Regions from separate parts of the Sus scrofa genome. Here region 2 is linked to region 1. Evidence: chromatin contacts called from public Hi-C data. All regions are on one chromosome and are shown on one strand. The core of a region is the stretch at or near the end of the contact, and the rest is flanking DNA. Distances in the headings are between cores, read along the strand shown.

Region 1 (2,994 bases), core at 280-2,779:
CAGTGTGGCGTTGGTCAGGGCCTAAACTCAGCCCAGAGCACATTCAGTAGAAGCGGGAGTGTGGGGGGAGGGGAGGAGCATTGCCACCGTCACCTGATCAGGTCACAGTGACCGAGGCCCTCACCTGCCCTGTGTGAGGCTGTCTTCCGTGGCTGCAACGAAGCCGTGCATGGCAGGCTTACCTTGGGGGAGCCACCCGTCACGGATGGCGAGGCCCCACCCGTGAGGGACAGTTGCAGAGCCTCCCGGGACAAACTGTGTGGAACCGGGAGAGGCTTTTGGGATCTGTGGACTTAGCCCAGGGTCTGGAGCCAGGCAGGCTCTTGCTGCGGGCTCATTTGCAGATCTTGGCTCCGACCCAGGGGCTCTGAAAGTTTCCTCTTTAGGAGACTGACAAGGTTGGGGGTGCGTCTTCCTGGAGGTCCTTCCAGCTCTGCCTGTTTGTCCCATGCCTTCTATGGGTCAGGTGGCCAGGAGCACATGAAAGGCCTACCCCATCTGATCCTCCCCCACTAGGCTCTTATTTGTCTTCACCTTACAGATGAGTTTGGGAGCAGAGGTTCCAGCCTGGCTCCCTAGGTCAGATCTGGGCCACTGGTGCATTTTGTTTGAGCCCACTAGATGTTTTTGTTTTTTAGAGCCAGTGTTTAAACACTGAAGAGATTTCACAAACTTAGAGATTCCTGGCTTTTTAGAGCTGAAATGAGGTCTAGTTGCCTGGAGCCCACCCTCCTGGAGGCGACAATTGGCTGTGTCTCAGTTGCAGGCACCACCTTCAGGCGGGGCCTGTGCTTTCCTGATCCACTCCTGGCACAGCGCGGGGAGTCACTAATTTACATGTTCCACCTGCCTCTGCAGGCGCTTGAGTTTGCAAACCTTGATTTAAGGGTGCCCTCTAACCCCCACTGTAGGTCAGTAGGGCTGCAGTGCAGGGGGCAGGAGGCAGGCTTGGCTTTCTGACGGTGAACTGTGAACCACACCCAGCAGGGATTCTGGGTCCTCTGTTGGAGCAGAGAAGCCCTAGGTCAAGCCTCTAGATGAGGAAGTTGGCAAGAATCCCCCTTCCCGTGAGGTGTGTCCCCAGCCCTGTCCTGTGCTGTGCCAGTGAGGTGGTCTCTGCTTGCTCATGTTTCAGTCCAGAGAAAAGCCTGAGTCTTTTCAAAAGGCTTTGATGGCTTTTTGTGTACTGCCTGTCCTCCTGCACCTTGCTTTCTGTGTACTGGCAGGTTGAACCCGGGAGACCCACCTCCCCACCTCAAGGAGCATTACCAAAGTGCCACAGAAAGAGCTTGTATTTTGCTCCAGGCAGACAGGGGCAGGAATAGGGATGTCTGCTATTGGCCAGGCCCCCTGGGCAGGCCGGCAGGATGCTGATGCTGGGCCTCCCAAACAGGGCAGGGTCCTGGGGCGGTGGGGGCTCTGGTGGATGTGGAGGTTTCCTGCACTTGGTGTTGGTCTGTCCAGCTGTTTCCTCCTGATAGAATGGCCGGACAATGCCATGGTGACTCAACTCCCAGCACTGTCAATGAACAATAACGGATAGTCAGGGTCAGTTGGGGAGTGGTGCTGGGCCAGTCACCGGCTTCCAGGCTCCCAGGTGGGAGGAGCCGGTTGCTCTGCTTGCTCTGGGTGTCCCAGGGTCCTCTCCGGGTTGGGGCAGCTTCAGGCTGTTGCTTTTGGGTCTCTCTGCTTCTCTGTGCACAGCTGATGCTGAGCGTCTGTGGTTCCATGCTGACCAGCTGCCCGCCTGCATTTCCAAGTCAAGCTTTGCCAGACCCCTTCACCCTTGGTTTGAGGTTCTGTGGGTTTGGCGCGGTCCCTGGGGTTCTGAGTCTCTACCCAGGCGTCCAGGACCTGGATAAGCTTCAGATGAGAAAGACAGCTGTAGAATTCTTTAATCTCCTCCAGTGGGTAGAGGATTAAGCAATTTTTTGGTGGGTTTGTTATTGTGTATTATGATTCTTTTTTAAACAAAAGCAATTGTTTTTTGTGTATTTTCTGGGTCCCTATCATGCTTATTACTAAGTAGCACTTTTTGTGAGTTTATCCAACATAATCCTTCCATTAACTCTCAGAGGGGCTCTCGTTACCCCCATTTTACAGATGAGGCATCTGAGGGTAAGGAGCCTGCTTAAGACAGCATATCCTCCTCACATTAGTGTCCTGTGACATAGGACTTCCCAGGGAGGGACATGGTGTGGAAGAGTTAAAGAAGAGACTGGGAACCAGTGATAGAGGTGTGAAAGGAGCTGTGTAGGGAGGATGCCCTGGGGAGCGGGGCCCCGTTCCTGGGGTTTACAGCCAACAGCGGAATAGGCGTGTGATCAACTTGCTCTGATGCGAGACAATGTGATTGGTGCTGACAGTGGCGCTGCCAGTGTGATCTGGCACCACATTTTTGCTGCTAAAAGAGCACATAGCAGAAGAGATGCTTCCGAACAGAAGTGGGAGATTCCTGGCCCATAGGACTGATTTAGCTGTCAGCATGATTGACACTGGTCCATGTAGAAAACACTGAGATGTAAGTGCCATGTATGTCTAGAGTTGCAAAAATGCAACGTAGCTGAGAATTATTTTTAGTGCAGTTATTTGTGAATGTATATTAACAGCCTGAGAAATATTCATTCTGAGTCAGTAATTCTGTTCTTTGGAATTTTTTTTCTTTTCCTTTTCTTTTCTCTTTTCCTTTTTTGGCTACATCCACAGTAAATGGAAGTTCCTGGGCCCAGGGATCGAATCTGACCCACATCTGCCATAGCTGTAGTAATGACGGGTCCTTAACTCACTGTGCTGGGCTGGAGATCGAACGAGCAACACCACAGAGAGAAGCCAGATCATTAACCCATTGAGCCACAGTGGAAACTCCCTGTTCCTTAGAATTTATACTGAGGAAGTAAGCATATGTATATGTCTATGTACAGACATAGATACCTATGTGTATACACACATATATCTTTATTATAGCATTATTTATAATATTTAAAATTGGAAACA
Region 2 (2,994 bases), core at 157-2,656, 42 kb before region 1:
CTTAAGCTGCTGAGCCACAACAGGAACTCCTGCTTTTCTGTGCCTTCTGCCTCTGCATTTCAGAGTGCATGTTGACTACCAGGAATCCCAGCATAGAACCTGCATTTCTTCAGACAGGGGCTGGCCAAGACCTTGTAAAACCTAGGTGGCTCCAACAAACCCGCTTTACATGTGCATGCTCTCTGCAGGCATTGACCCACCTTGGGTCATGCATGCCCATGGGCACAGCCACTCCCAATGACTGGTATTCATTATGTTCAGTCTGAGAACATGTACCCAAGCCAGTCTTGCCCCTACAACACATCCAAGGGTAGCCAGGGGTCTGAGGGCCCTAAGTTGGTCTGGGGGTTGGCATACGATGGCCCAATGTCTGCTCACTCATGACGTGTCGTCTATGGCTGCTTTTGTACTACAGGAGCAGAGTCGAGTAGTTGTGACGGAAACTGTATGGCATGCAAAGTCTAAAATATTTAGTAGCTGGCCCTTTACAGAAAACGTTTGCAGACCTTTGACTATGTTTTCCAACTGTTTCAGTGATGACAACAACAAAGTAGGGTTGCCAGATTTAGCAGTTACAATACAGGACACTCGGAGTTCCTGTCGGGGCTTAGCAGAAACGAATCTGACTAGGAGCCATGAGGTTGTGGGTTCAATTCCTGGCCTCGATCAGTGGGTTAAGGATCTGGTGTTGCTGTGAGCTGTGGTGTAGGTCGCAGACACGACTTGGATCTGGTGTTGCTGTGGCTGTAGCCTAGGCGGGTGGCTACAGCTCTGATTGAATCCCTAGCCTGGGAACCTTCATATGCCACAGGTGCAGCCCTAACTTTGGCTCGGATTTGAATCTGCTCCTTGGCCTGGGAACTCCATGTGCCACGGGAGCAGCCAAAAGAAGAAAGAAAGAAAGAAAACAAACAAAAAAACACCAGATGTATAATATAATTTTCTCATTGTCTGATTTAATGGCCCAATTTTCATCCCTGGTAGATGCAGAAACTACCACTCTTTCCTGGTAGATATGGAAACAGGCCTGGTACACCCTGCCTCACACTGTTTCTTCGTACCATCTCCACGTCAGAGGGTTGGCTGAAGTCACTCTAGATGGGGGACATGACCTCTGAAGTAGCTTTGTGCCTCTGGCTGGTGGAGGCTGGCTGAGGCAGCAGTCCCATGCCCATTTACTGGCTAAATGACCTGGAGGAAATTACCTAACCGTTTGAGCCTCACTTTCCTCCTCCGTAAGGTGGAGGGATGACAGTGAGACCCTGCCTCGGAGGGTGATTATGTGGATTCAACGAATTAGCACAGGTAAGGGACTTGGAACCAGGCCTGGTACATAGCCCTTGGTAACTGTTGCTGTCCTTTGCTTTACCAGCTGACTTGAAGAATCCAATGGGCAACGTGGAGTGTTCCCAAACCCAGCCTCCAGCAGTGTGGACTCTCCCCACTAGGTGTCACAATTCAGCAGACCCTGCCGGTCCCTTAGCTCTGACTTTTTTTTTTTTTTTTGCTTATTATCATTTTTGATTTGATTTGGTGATTTCAAGGGGATAAACTAACACACCATTTCTTGACGTCTCTGGGGATCTAGAAATTCCAGCAGAACTGCTGTTGTCCAGGGCTGGAAGAAGCTCTTTGGAGGGCTGCCTTTGTTCAGAGTTAACGTGACATGTAATTTATTGTCCAAACCAAGATACTTTGAGAGTGAAAGTAATGATGCTAGGACAGGAGGAATAAATGGGCTGTGCCCCAAGATCCTGGGTATGGGCATCCCATCCATGGGGGTTTTTCCTCAGCATTTTCAGACTCCCCAGGACAGAAACTCCCTGACACTCCTGGACCTGTAAACAAGGTCCTTTAAACTTTGACCTTGTGGGGAGTTCCTCATGTAGTTCAGCAGGTTAAGAACCTGGCTAGTATCCACGAGGATGTGGGTTTGATCCCTGGCCTCACTCAGTGGGCTAAGGATCCATTGTTGCATGGCAGTGTCTGTGGCATAGGCCTGTGGCTGCAGCGCCAATTCAAGCCCTAGTCCCGGGAACTTCTATATGCTAGGAACTACCAAATGCCGTAGGAATAGCTCTAAAAAGAACAAACATACAAACAAAAACTGTGACCTTGTGTTTTGGGAGTTGTCATAATTCCCTTCTATGTCTTCCTGCCCTAAGAATGTCCTGCCTCCTTTGTCGGGTCATTTGTTTGAGTTTTGTCCTCAGTGGATGAGGTGGGTACGTGTCTGCCCCAGACTTCAAGGCTGAATACTTCCTTACCCCCATAGCTTTTCTCCCAGCTGTAAACCCCTTCAGAGTTATGAGTGCTCCAGCTCTGGAGGGAGGGTGAGCAGTGTGGACACTTTCTGGGTTATTGCTGAGGGGATTCTTCTAAGGTTTCTTCCAACCCGAGGCTCCATAATCCTATTATTTCAGATTTGCTTATCTCTCATTAAAGGGCAGGAGAGGCTAATGTTTGCACCTGCCATGCATCTAATGTTGTGCCTCCACCATCTTGGTCATCCCATCAACCCTTTGGGATCAGTATTATTAAACCCCAATTTTGGGAGTTCCTGTTGTGGCTCAGTAGCAATGAAACCAACTGGTATCCATGAGGATACAGGTTCGATCCCCAGTCTTGCTCAGTGGGCTAAGGATCTGGCATTGCCATGAGCTGTGGTGTGTGTTGCAGATTGAGAGGCTCGGATCTTGCAGCTCTGATTCGACCCCTAGCCCAGGAACTTCCATACGCCCCAGGCACAGCCCTAAAATGCAAAACAAAAATAAAAAAGAAATTTAAATCCCAATCTCATAGGCCTGGAGAGGGAGAGGACACAGCCCCTAAAAGGCAGAGCCAGAGTTCAATCCCAGGTCAGTCTGGCCCCAAAGAGTTGGGGATGCTACCACACAAGCTGCCTCCCAGTGTTTTTACAGTAAGATTGTAAACCAGCTATTGCTCTGTGGGGCTCCTGAGCACACAAGCCTTTCTGTGTCCTCCATTGCTTGT

What was found. A called contact is a pair of places that touch in the nucleus more often than the background predicts.
Region 2: a Hi-C map of liver shows a contact between it and region 1, with 3 times the contacts expected there. The contact joins two enhancer-like sites. A contact is called at or near these places in 1 of 5 promoter capture datasets (liver), 13 of 47 Hi-C or Micro-C datasets (adipose tissue, brain, fetal heart ventricle and 6 more) and 1 of 2 datasets of contacts at active chromatin or transcription factors (skeletal muscle).

The regions. Positions count from the first base shown.
Region 1 is chr5:67,066,411-67,069,404 of Sscrofa11.1, reverse strand. It overlaps a transcript of TSPAN9 not described here. Among named protein-coding and RNA genes, the nearest start is that of TSPAN9, 73 kb to the right of the region's middle. Within about 2 kb of position 1,529, at least 9 of the 83 cell types and tissues checked have an H3K27ac peak or open chromatin away from gene starts, as enhancers often do. A contact at or near this core is called in liver, where this site is marked.
Region 2 is chr5:67,108,128-67,111,121 of Sscrofa11.1, reverse strand. No RefSeq gene overlaps it. Among named protein-coding and RNA genes, the nearest start is that of TEAD4, 58 kb to the left of the region's middle. Within about 2 kb of position 1,406, at least 8 of the 83 cell types and tissues checked have an H3K27ac peak or open chromatin away from gene starts, as enhancers often do. A contact at or near this core is called in liver, where this site is marked.